Regions from separate parts of the Mus musculus genome. Here all the other regions are linked to region 2. Evidence: chromatin contacts called from public promoter capture Hi-C data. All regions are on one chromosome and are shown on one strand. The core of a region is the stretch at or near the end of the contact, and the rest is flanking DNA. Distances in the headings are between cores, read along the strand shown. Region 1 holds the start of H2aj (H2J.A histone). Region 2 holds the start of Aebp2 (AE binding protein 2). Region 3 holds the start of Bcat1 (branched chain aminotransferase 1, cytosolic).

The links. Promoter capture Hi-C pulls out the DNA fragments that hold promoters and counts their contacts.
Region 1: a promoter capture Hi-C map of cranial neural crest shows a contact between it and region 2. The contact joins the promoter of H2aj here to the promoter of Aebp2 in region 2. A contact is called at or near these places in 1 of 39 promoter capture datasets (cranial neural crest) and 1 of 115 datasets of contacts at active chromatin or transcription factors (embryonic stem cells).
Region 3: a contact with region 2 is called in a promoter capture Hi-C map of pre-B cells. The contact joins the promoter of Bcat1 here to the promoter of Aebp2 in region 2.

What each region holds. Positions count from the first base shown.
Region 1 is chr6:136,806,694-136,811,074 of GRCm38.p6, forward strand. H2aj (H2J.A histone) reads left to right here and starts at 1,555. Exons shown (of 1, transcript NM_177688.4): 1 at 1,555-3,381. The coding sequence starts at 1,647. The coding sequence ends at 2,036.
Region 2 is chr6:140,621,433-140,625,558 of GRCm38.p6, forward strand. Aebp2 (AE binding protein 2) reads left to right here and starts at 2,070. Exons shown (of 8, transcript NM_001005605.2): 1 at 2,070-2,912. The coding sequence starts at 2,263.
Region 3 is chr6:145,074,785-145,078,988 of GRCm38.p6, forward strand. Bcat1 (branched chain aminotransferase 1, cytosolic) reads right to left here and starts at 1,373. Exons shown (of 11, transcript NM_007532.5): 1 at 1,105-1,373. The coding sequence starts at 1,110.

The sequences.
Region 1 (4,381 bases), core at 305-2,804, 3.8 Mb before region 2:
CACAAGGACTGCATTCCTGCCTAGTCTGTGACTATGGCCTCGAGGCCCTGAGAAGGAAGGGACTGTCCCCAGGAGCAGCAACAGTGTCCAAAGACCAGCCTCATGTGGTATAGGTAGGACAGGCCAAAGAACCAGCTTTTGTCCCAGGCTGGTGGCTGCACACAACTTTAATCCCAGCATTAGGGAGGCAGGCAGATCTCTGAGTTGAAGGCCAGCCTGGTTTTTATAGTGAGTTCCACGGCTGCCAGGGCTACAGGAAGAAAAGTCTCAAAAACTAAAACAAATAGAAAACCTACAAAGCTTCTTTTGCAGCTAGCTCTCCAGGTGGGTGTGTCAAGGAGCAGATGACGAAAGCTCGTTCTAGGAGGGCAGAATTCAGCCAAGGAGCTATGGCTGAGCCGGAATTGCTGTGGCACTCACAAGCACAGACCCTGGAGTCAGATAGTCAGATTTGAAAGTCGCCCCTGGCTATACTGGAGACTAATTTCCATGAGTATGGTATGAGGGAACAGAGGTGCTCTTCTCTGGGCTTCCGGTTTTTGATTGTTTCCAGGTAGTTTCTCTCTTAGGCCAGGCTCAATTCAAGTTCTCCATACTCCTGCATCAGCTGGGTTTATAGGCACTGAACACCATAGTCTGCTTACTGTTGTATTTTATTTAAAAAAAAAAAAAAAAAGCCGGGGACGTTTGGTGGAGGAGCGTTATTGTGCACGTAGGGGGTAGAGGGGGTGCGGCCCATGCTGAGGTACCAGCCACAGGACGGTATAGTAGTTTATTTAGGGCATGAGGTGAGTTGAGGGGGTAGTAGCGAGAGCGAGAGAGAGAGAGAGAGCGAGAGCGAGAGCGAGAGCGAGAGAGAGAGAGAGAGAGAGAAAAGGCCGAGGGGGTGTGCGGGTGGAGGCCGGCCATGAACACGTGGAGAGAGGGGTAGGGGAATGGGAGAGAAGGGACAGAGGGCTAAGAGAGTAAGAAAGCAAGAGAAAAGTGTGGGTGTGTGTGTGGGGGGGGGCAAGCAGCTTCTTTTACAGTGGGTCAGGCACACCTGGCTGCTGCCAGGTAACTGTGGGGCGGAGCCTAGAAGAAATGCCAACACCATCATTTTTATTTTTTGAGATAAGGTCTCACTTCCTAGCTTGGTCTATAACGCACAAAGTAGCCCAGGCTGTCTTTGTATTGGTAATCCTCCTACTTCAGCTCTTTCTCCCTCCAAAAGCTAGGATTACTGATTTGAACCAAGTATGGCTTTGCTTAACTCCCCGTTTTCGCTGCCCTCCCTCCGTTCCTTCCTTATTAGGCTGGTATGGATCTTGGAATATCTACAGCTGACCTTAGGCTCCGGGCAATCTTGTATCGGCTACCCTAGTGCTGGGATTGCAGACTCGAACCACCCAGTTAACTACATCCTGGCAGCCAATCCCAACAAGTTTGAGGATGCCTGTGAACTATGTAAATTAGGACTAGAAATTTGAGCTTTTGATTGGGAGACATCTGGATGGGCGGGGGCTCTGCTTCCGCGAGCTGATTGGGTACGGTACCTGCCTGTCACGGGCGGCAGCGGCTGCAGTTTGGCGAGGCAGTTCCGGGGTGGCGCGCGTCGTCCCGGAACTGAGCGAGCCGGTGTTGGAGTTCCAGGCGCGGGGTCGAGCATGTCCGGGCGAGGCAAGCAGGGCGGTAAGGTGCGCGCCAAGGCCAAGTCGCGCTCGTCGCGCGCGGGCCTGCAGTTCCCCGTGGGCCGCGTTCACCGGCTGCTGCGGAAGGGCAACTACGCGGAGCGCGTGGGCGCGGGAGCGCCCGTGTACCTGGCGGCGGTGCTGGAGTACCTGACGGCCGAGATCCTGGAGCTGGCGGGCAACGCGGCGAGGGACAACAAGAAGACGCGCATCATCCCTCGTCACCTGCAGCTGGCCATCCGCAACGACGAGGAGCTCAACAAGCTGCTGGGCCGTGTGACCATCGCGCAGGGCGGCGTCCTGCCCAATATCCAGGCCGTGCTGCTGCCCAAGAAGACGGAGAGCCAGAAGGTGAAGAGCAAGTGAACCCGACAGACGGGTGCAGAGCCCGCCCGCCACAGTCCGCAGCCAATAAAGTCGGTGAAAAGCGAGTAATCTAGAGAGCTGTGTAGTCGCGGGACCGAGGGGGTGTTGGGTGGGGACGAGTTCCAACTTTGAGCGTGACGCAGGCCACCTGTGTGGCCATGTGCGAGCCGGAGGAACCCAGCGGGTGGATTGGGAGAGCCCCGTCGCATCACCGTGGGCAGGAGAAGCGGACCTAGTGCCCAGAGGCTACTCTGGAATTGGCTTTGCCTAACTCCCCAGTCTTAGGGAAAAGTGGTAGGGAAGGTGTTGCGAGCTGTGAACAAGAAGTTGCCTCGCTTGTCATACATAGGAAGGTTGAGCTATATGTACCCTAGCCATTTGGAAAAGACAGGAACTTGGGATCCTTGGTGGGTGCTAGTTATTTATGGTAGTATTTAAGCTAATAGATGTTACGTATTCGTGATCTGAATGCCAGCCATCTTCACATTGCACACTTGTGTTCAATATTCTTTATAATGAAGTAACTTGTGCAATACGGAAGTGAGTCACGAAGTTTGCGCTCTGGATGGTGTTGCGTAACAGCGGGGCCCTCGGTCTTAAGTAGTGTATGTTTAGCAGCTCCTAAAATGATCTTCTCTTGGTGCTTGCGGTGGTGTTACCCCTCATCCCTGCATTTGGGAAGTAGAACGCCTTTCGTGGCTAGATAGCGAGTTTGTGGCCGTTTCTGAACTACATTAGACCGTGTCTCAAAATATGTTTCTGTCTCCCCTCGAGTTTTAGCTGCATGGCAGCCTCTTATCCAGCACTGATTCTGAGAATCAGCCTGATTTTACTTAAAAGCAAAACCGATTTTTTTTTTTTTTTTTTAGGGGTGACTGTTAGCTTTCCTGGGATCAGGTTTCTTCTTTTCCGTAACTGTTGAGTTGGGTGATGGCGCCTCAAGGAAGGAAAGGGTCGTGTGAGTTAACGTAACGCGGAGAGCCAAACCCCAGGGCCCTGGAAATGCGATTCTTGCCTTGGTCATTCCGTTTCCTGCTCACTCAGTAACCATCATTCTGTTAGCAGGAGCCACAAAACATCCCATGCTACGGAGGTTTCACTCTGGGTTCTTCCCCTCCACCCCCGGGGGGGAGTCAGAGTTCAAGTCTTCCTCTTCATTTGCAGTATTTCCCCTCGAAATTTATTTCATTCCCAGTATTGGTATGACGTCTACACCACGTGCTAGTAACTGAGGGTACAGCTGTGAATGAGGCCAGCTAGGTCTCACTGTCCCGAACACGTGGTCCCCCCCCCATGGTTTCTGAAGACAGCAAAAAGGACAAATAAAGAATATATTACAAATCTGTGTCTTGACAGTGTTTGATTTTCTACTGTTTGTTGTATTGACATTGGAATTCTTGGTGCTCATCTTGAACGATGTATAAAGGTTTGTCGTACCTCTGATAAAGAGGCAGGTTGCTCCCACTGACACCTGAGGAGAACAGACTGCAATGGTGTTATGGGCGGTTTCAGGAGGTAAACTTTCATAATACATTTTTGGGGGGACTAAGTTATTTTAGAACCATGTCTTAGCATTAGGTGCTCACATTGAGAAGTACTGTTGACAAGGACTAAGGGTTTGCTCTTGTGACTTAAGTATAGGTAAGCGTGAGTAGGTAAGGTGGGAGCAAATATTGCCTCACCCTGTGGGGCACTGTTGACAGGATCAGAAAGGTGACCATCCTAGTGTAGGCTGGTGAGCCAGTGAGTGGAAGGGGCCTGTGAGTCCCTTCCTTCCCCAGTGACCATAAATCATGGGGTGACCATGACAAAGCAGGTCTTGTGTTGTACAGGTTGCAGGTACTAAGAGTTTACAAGGAGAGGACCTTTGTCATACCTGTAGGACAGCTTTTCCCAGCAGCCAAAATTTTAAAGCACTGGAGCCAAGCGTGGTTTGGAACCCTAATTCTAGAACTTGGGAGACCGAGGAAGACGCTGAGTTCAAGGCCAGTCTGAGATACAGGTTCCCAGACAGGGCTGTACAGGAGGATTGTCTCAAATATGACTCACTTGTTAGAATAAGTTGTGATATCACTTCAAGCCAATACATAGCAGTCACCCCCTGTATCGATGAGTGCAGACTCAAACATCTAGTTTTCAAGTGCTGGTTTTGATATTGAGTCTAGTTTACTGAAGAGATGACACACCTGAAAGATGGTTACCAACATCATGAAGATAAAAGGACAAAAGTGGGAAGACCAAACCCAGTCTTTTTCTCATTCTTTAAGTCTTCCTTGGTACTGGAAGAGCAAGATGAACAAGATAGAAGATATGTCCCCATTTACACCCAACCTTCGCTATGCTCC
Region 2 (4,126 bases), core at 820-3,319:
ACGAAAGAGAGCATCATTACAACTGAAGGGACCAGACAAGGCAACCACTCTGGATCAAGAGGGTGTGCTCCTGAGACCGCACACACAACTCTAACTCAGGTGGTGGCTGTGTGTTTCCCCACTGGCTGGGCTCCCACCTTACAATTTTATTCAGTTGGCCAATCTGGAAAGATCATCACCCAGGAAACTGAGGAAGAGGGTCCAAGGAGAAAAAGGTCAAGGCTCCAGGCCACCAAGTTTCTAGAATAGAGCCATGGGCCTTTATTTAAACAAAGGTTTACAGGGTGGGGAGGATTAGAATATTTGCATAATATTCTTAGAAGGTGGGGGGAGATAAAAAGATTTGAATTTCCTCTGCTAGGTCAGTCCTAATTTCTAATGTGCCTTAGAGCAGCTGCCACATACACTGAGTCATGCTTTATTCCAGTCCAGTTTGGTGATCCTCAGTCTACAATCCAGGATGACAACACATTCCTGATCTATCTGCAAGAATGACTCTGAAAGTTAGAGTTTGAGGTTAACGCCTGCCAGTGTAGCTACATTGTATATTATCATTTTAATTTTTGCTTTTCCTTGAGGAAACTTTTCTTTTCTTTTTCTTTTTTCTTTTCTTTTCTTTTTTTTTTTTTTTTTTTTTTGAGGATGTTTCCTTCCACTGGGGGAACATTACGTGTGATAGTATGTATCCAAAGGTTAAGGCTGCAACTGTACACTAAGATATTTGTGGGGCGGTTTCCTTGTGGCCCACACTAGTTGGCCTCAAAGTTGCAACAATCCCTTCTAGCCTCATACTACATGTTGTTTCTTTTATTATGTTTATTTTTTAAATTAGGGCAGTGAATTCTAGAAACATGAAAATACTCCACCTGGGGGATCTCTCTCTCTCTCTCTCTTTGTGTGTGAAGATCTACTAAGAATGAATGAGGGAATGCTCTCTGAGACTGCTTCCCCACTCCAGAGCATCAGATGTGCCCCGGAGTCAGGGTGTGATGTGGGCTGCTCACCAGCCTTCCTCATAAACTCCAGGTCTTTATTTTACAAAAAGCTTATTTACAAAGCATTCCCTTACCGAGAAGTTCAGGAAGATGCAATGCTTCCCTAGCTGTAAAGGGAAGGTTTGACTCTTGCCTGGGGATAGGGAGGAGCCTTTCATTAGTAGGAGTAGTAACCTCTTCCCTGCTTTCTTCTTCACACCCTCCCTTTTTGTGAGGCAGGATTTCAGTTTGGCCTGGAACTCGCTATATAGATCAGGCTGGCCTCGGAATCTCGGAGACCCTCCTGCCTCGGCCACCCTAGGGCTGGGGTTAAAGGTGTGCCTTTTAGGTGAGGTACCTGTGTGCACCACCCACCAGACTGGGAGGGAGGCCGGGAGATGTGGTCAGAGCTGCTGGGATTAGACAGTTGTGAGCCGCCTTGTGGGTGCTGCAAACCGACCGCCGGCTCCTCTGGAAGAGCGGTTAGAGCCCTCAACGGCCAGCGCTACACCCCAAGAACTCAGCCTGCCTACAAGTGTCACCCCAGATTTTATTAGAAGCTCCAGGACTTAAAACCTGCGAGGATCTCGAGCCAAAGCAACGCCCGCCTCGTCTGAGCTGCCCTCCTTGGGTCATTGGGACATCGGGACAGGTAAGCAAGCCTGGCTTGCGAGTCAAGCCTCTGCCTCCGCGGTGTGGACATCGGCTCGGCGCTTCAAAAACAAAAAACAAAAAAAAACCGATTTATCGAACTTTCTGCACATGTCTGAGACCTGTCTTTTGAGTATGGCAAGCGCTCAGACGGCCAGACACTTGCTCCACTTACGGCTTCCTTCTACAGGACACCACCTCCCCCGCAAACCACACACACACACTCTCTCTCTCTCTCTCTCTCTCTCTCTCTCTCTCTCTCTCTCTCTCTCTGAGCCGATGCTTCTCCTTCTCTCTGTAGAAGTCCAGGGCTGTGAAAATCCCCACCGACTTCGGGTTTCGAGGGCTCGTCCCGCCTCCGCCCGGAGCGGGAAGGCGTGGGAAGGCCCAAAGAAACTCTGGAGGGGCGGGGCCGCCGCGGCGCGCAGGCGCGCTGCCTCCTCCGCGTGAGTGCGCGCGTTCCGGCGCGTGTCCCCGCGCGGGCTCCGTAGCGCGTGTGCAGCCTGACGCAGCCCCGCGGGCCCTCCTCCCGCTCTGCGGCGGCCGCGCGGAGTTTGGGGCGTGCGGGCGCGGAGCGGGGGGTGGCGGGGGCGAGGAGGCGGCGGCGAGAGGAGGCGGAGGAGCAGCAGGCGCCGCCATGGCCGCCGCGCTCGCCGACATGGCCGACCTGGAGGAGCTCTCCCGCCTCAGCCCGCTGTCCCCCGGCAGCCCCGGGCCCGCGGCGCGCGGCCGGGCCGAGCCGCCGGAGGAAGAGGAGGAGGAGGATGACGAGGAGGCGGAGGCAGAGGCGGTGGCCGCGCTGCTGTTGAACGGGGGAGCGGGCGGCGGCGCGGGGGGCGGCGAGGCGGAGACCATGTCGGAGCCGAGCCCCGAGAGCGCCAGCCAGGCGGGCGGGGACGAGGACGAGGACGAGGAGGACGACGAGGACGAGGGCAGCAGCAGCGGCGGCGCGGAGGAGGAGAGCAGCGCCGAGAGCCTGGTGGGCAGCAGCAGCGGCGGCTGCAGCGGCGACGAGACGCGCTCGCTGAGCCCGGGCGCGGCGAGCAGCAGCAGCGGCGATGGGGACGGGAAGGAGGGCCTGGAGGAGCCCAAGGGACCGCGGGGCGGCCCGGGCGGCCCGGGCAGCAGCGGTGGCGGTAGCAGCAGCAGTAGCGTGGTGTCGAGCGGCGGCGACGAGGGCTACGGCACCGGGGGAGGCGGGAGCAGCGCGACCTCCGGGGGCCGGCGGGGCAGCCTGGAGATGTCGTCCGACGGGGAGCCGCTGAGCCGCATGGACTCGGAGGACAGGTCAGTGCGCCGCCAAGGGGACCCTTCCCGGACCTCGACGAGGGGGACTCAGGGGACTTCTTCCTGATTCGAGGGGACTCTGCGTGGATCCCGTCTAGGGGACTCCTCCCGGACCCCACAGAGGGGACCTAGGGGACTCCTCTTGGACTCCATTGAGCTGACTTCCTTGCCCGATCCCCTCCCATCTCCTGGACCCTTTGGCCCAGCGCGGGGCGGGGGGCGGGGGGGACCCTTCTAGCAGCGATCCCTTGCTCTGTAGATTCCCGGGCTCCGCCGAGGGGACCGAGGGGACTTTCTCGCCGCAGTCCTTTCCGTTTCTTGCTTCTCCTTCCCTGCCCCGCCCGCCTGCCCACCTTGGGAACGGCTTCGCCGGAATCTCCCCTGCCCCAGACTCTGGGACCCCAGACCTGGGGACTTTCTCTCCGGGATCTCCCGCCCCCTGATTCTCAGCCCCTCCCCCCCAGATCTCAACTTGGAAATCCCGGGCGGCCGCCGCGCCCCTCTTGCCGCTGAGCGGCTTCCAACTCCTCACCATCCCCCCTCAACTCTCCTTTCCCCACCCTCCTTTCCTCGGCGCGCGGTTCTCCTTTCGGATCGAAGGACGACTCTGTCCCGGAGACAGCCCCCCCAAAATGGCCCAGACGCCCCAGCCGAGCTCCAGAGGCCCTTGATGTACACCTCGGTACACAAGGTTAGCTTCGTGCATCGGTGTTCGGGAACACTTGTCAGAACTGCAATTGACAAGTGTTTTCCAATATGGCTGGTCTCCTGGAACTCACAGAACTAACTTGTGCAGGGAGGAGACCCCCACCCCTGGCTTTGCTTTACTTTTAAAAAGAACTGCTGGTCCGTTATGTGTAATCTCTGCTTCTCAGATCCCTCACATCTGTCAGTTATATCATCTCAGGGGATTTGAGTTTTGGTCATCAAATCTGAGGGACCAAGTTTAAAACACAGAAAGAGCATTGTGGAAAGGAACAGTAGATTTGAATTGATGTCCTTTACAGTTGCTTTGCTGAATCGGAAATAATTGGGAGTCACAAGATACAGGCGTGCAGGTTTAAAAAAGTAGACTGTGGCTTACAAAAGCACCATTATATATACAGTGGTACTAAGATGTGGGAGTCACATCCCCCGTGGTGACTTTTTTTTTGCAGTCATGTATGGGGAGGTATCTGGAGTAATTGCCACTGTTCTAGATAGTACATTTAAGA
Region 3 (4,204 bases), core at 123-2,622, 4.5 Mb after region 2:
ACTGCCCATCTATGGAGTCTAGGAACTTATATTTTAAGGTAGATATATACAGAATGAACAAATGATTAAGAGAGATAGTGAATACATTAAATGCATGTGGATAAAATTATAAAGGCATATGATTTAGTGAGATAAGGTAAAGAATGTAAAGAAAAGGAGAGAAGAGAGGGGAGGCAAGGAGAGGAGAGAGAGATGAGAAGAGAAAACGAGAAAATTAGAAAACGAGAAAATGAGAAAACGAGAAAAAGGAAAAGAGAAAAAGAGAGAGAAAAAGAGAAAGGGTATCTATCTATCTATCTATCTGTCAGGGCTAGGAGCGAGGGCGGCACAGTGGGGATGGAGACGTGACGTGTGGATTCCCTCCAGCTAGGCTTGAGCAGTCTGAGTGTCTAACTTCCTCCGCCTCCTCAGAAACTGAAACGTGGCTCCGCTCTGTAGCTCCCCGAAACCCACGTTTTATTACTCGAATATTCCTTGCGGGAGACTAGGTGACTGCACAGCCGACAGAGCATCATTTCCCTTCGGAAAGGAAACTTTTCAGATCTGGCAGTTTTTCAGACAGCCAGAGCTCTGGCTCTGGAAAATATCTTAAAACGCCTCAGGCTGGCCTCTGGGCTAGCTATCTCAGATGATAATTAGAGTTCACCGCCTGCACTCTCTGGTCCTGAAGCTCGAGTGGTCCGTAACTCGGAAGCTTCCACTTGGAACCTGGACCTTAAAAGACAAGCGATCTGCTTTCGGCAGATAAGAGGGTCCTCCTCCCCCTTCTATTACAACTACCCAGAAGAGCGTCCGAGCATCCTCGCCAAACCCTATCTCTGGGCAGCTCAAACGCAACGATACGGTCCTTCTTCCCGCCTAGGGAGCATGTAGGAGAGGCGCTGTGGCATCCTCTAAATCTGGGTACCGCATTTACAGAACCAGGACAAGAACCGGAGCGGGAGCATCTGCGGGTGGATACGAGGCCAGATCCCCACGCTTAGTAGCCCAGGACGGGGGACAAAGCAAGTTGGTCCTTCCATCCTCCTCTCTCCACCCAGTGTCCGAGATATTCCGGGTGGGTGAGTAGCTGCATTCCAGCATGAACTTCAGCAATACGCTTACCTTCATTTCTCGTGGCTTGGGTCGTGGCTCCGGCTCCTGGGTGCAAATGTGAGTCTCCTCTGGAGGAGGCGGCTGTGCAGTGACACGTGGCGCTCAGGGTCGGTCGGCAAGCGCGGAAGATGGAGAGCTGGGCGCGCTCCGCTGCGGATTGCATCAGCAGCGACTGGCTCAGCCGCGAGCTACAGTCCGACCTCTGGCTCACTCCAGGGTGGAGACACTGATCCCCTCCAGTGATTTGTATCGCAGGAGGGGAGGTAGCAGAGGAGGACAAATCTGAAAGCGTCTTTGATTCATTTGCTACCTCCCCAGTCCCTCCCCCAATCATACGCTGTACTAGGATCTAGTCTCAGAACTGGGAAGTTTTAAGGTATATTTTGGATAATAAAGAAGAGTTTGGGTTTTTCCGTCTCGCTCTCACGCTCCACACCCCACAGACAACTCTCAAATACAACCACTCTTACCAACTCCTTTTCTCTCTAATTTTTATAACATTTAAATAAATATAATAGATTTTGAATAGGAGCGGGTGGCTAGATGGACAGGGACAGTGGTGGATAAGGGCCAACTGGCAGGAGCCGGTTCTCTCCTTCCACCATCTGAGCCCTGGATGGAACTCTCACTCTCAGTCTGTGGTCTACGCTCTGTAGTCGTCTCTTAGTTTGCATCCTTTGATGTGCACATACAGAAGTAATTTAATGTGAAATGGTCCTCACCACCTGATAACTTCCTTCCTGCGTCCACACAAGCCTCAGGCAAGGCTCCCACCGATGGGATTTCAGTTGAGGAGAGGATCTCTCTGAAAATCTGAAAACTTTCTTTTTAGTAAATCTAAGCAGAAGGCTTTGCTGTGAAATTTTCATTCTTAACTCCCTAGGAGAGAATAGGCTTTTCCCCGACCATGTTTTGCCTGTATCCTTTGTTTGTTTGTTTGTTTGTTTTAGATTTATTTATTATATGTAAGTACACTGTAGCTGTCCTCAGATATTCCAGAAGAGTGCATCAGATTTTGTTACGAATGGTTGTGAGGCACCATGTGGTTGCTGGGATTTGAACTCGGGACCTTCGGAAGAGCAGTCAGCACTCTTAACCACTGAGCCATTTCGCCAGCCCTATTTATTTTTTTAAAAATGTTTTCTTTCTTCTCATTTTTCTTTTCTGACTTATTTATGTGTGAGTTCACCATCACTGTCTTCAGATGCACCAGAAGAGGACATCAGATCCCATCATAGATGGTTGTGAGCCACCGTGTGGTTGCTGGGAATTGAACTCAGGACCTCTGAGAGAGCAGTCAGTGCTCTTAACTGCTGAGCCATCTCTGCAGCCCTTGTTTTTCTTTTCTGCTGCTTGGAATGAAACTGCCCAGGTGAACAATGAATAGCTGAATTATCCTGACAAATGTACTGAGTTATCTTTGCACCCAGCACAACAGCAACAACTTCTTCCCTTCAGAAGACTGTAGTCCAGATCGGTTTTAACTCAAGCAGCGCTGTGGGCTTTAAGTGGTGAGTGTAGACATCCTGGGTTATTGTTCATACGATGGAGCACTGATCCACAGTAAGAGGAAATGAAGCAAGGCGTTGAGCTGCCTGCCTGTAGTCCCAGCAACTCGAGTCTGAAGCAACACACACACACACAACACATGTGCACCACACACATACCACACACACACACACAACACATGTTCACCACACACATACCACATACACACACCCCCCACACACATACAACACATGTGCACCACACACATACCATTCACACAAATACACTCCACAGGCTCACACCACATGTCCACATGTCCACACACACACACCACAACAACAAAAGCAGTTATGTGTATACCATGGACAAACCTTGAAAACATTGTGCAGTTTGAAAAGAAGCTGGTATGTGGTGGCCAATCTGGTGAATCAGTGCAAGACTTCCTAACTTGGATGTCTAAGATTTTCTAGGTCTGGGCTATGGCTCAAGCACTAGAGTGCTTGCCCGAATCCACCCAGCCCTGAGCTCAGTCCCTCGGTCACCTGGGTAGTGAGGAGAAAGGAACAAACCAGGAAGGGAGGGAGAAGACAGAGAAAAGGTGATAAAATTGTTCTAAAATTAGGTGGGAGCCATACACTAAAAACCATTGCAGAGTTTCATTGGTGGGTCGGTTGGTCGGTGGTTGGTTGGTTGGTTGGTTGGTTGGTTGGTTGGTTGGTTGGTTGGTTGGTTTGCGACAGGATTTCACTGTGTGAGCCTAACTGGCTTAGGAGTCACTTCGATCTACCTGCCCCTCCCCCATGGGCACTGAGCTAAAAGGGTGTGCCACCCTGCCTTGGGCCACCTTGTTTAGCTGAGGTACACATGTGTTGGAGATCAGGCCCTGCCCTCCCCTGAATTACTCCATAGTGTAGAATAATACAGTGGTTTTTCTCAGTTGGTGCATTGCCCTGAGAGAACCACTTATAAGCAGCTTTTGTATTCCATTCTAATGGAAGAAGGAAGACTGCGCACACAGGAGGAGGTAGATCCAGAAATGGCAGCATCTGTCAGGAGCCACCCACCCAGCACAGGGCTTATTCCTAAAGGGACTAAGCTCAGAGCCAGGCTGACTCCATGACAGGCTACAAAGTGACAATTTGGGAGACTAGGCCTAAGCTTTTCTTTCCCAGAAATGAAAACCGGGATCCAGGAACCAGTGGTGAGACAGCCATAGCTTCAGGCAGCCAATCCGTGGATGCCGTGTCATCTGGCCTGAAGTAAGAATTAGGTAGTTAAAATGAATAAGCAACCCTCCAGGGAGGTCTCTGGAACCTAACCAAATGTAGAATTAGTCAGACCCCTAGAGATAGAGCTAACCAATCAAGGTAAAAGGGCACACGCCCTTTCCTGAAATTCCCCTAAATGACAATAAAAGCTGGGCCTGTGGGTCCACTAGGTGTGTCCATTCCCAAACGGGGAGACCCCTGCATGCAGGTTATTCAGCTGGATAAGCACTCTTCATTTTCCCATATTGCTTGAGTTTGGGGGTATCATTCACTGGTGAATCTCAAACCCTAACATTCCTAGGCAGAGAAAGGGGGCACAGTATACGTTTACTGGGGAAAACTGAGACAAGGAG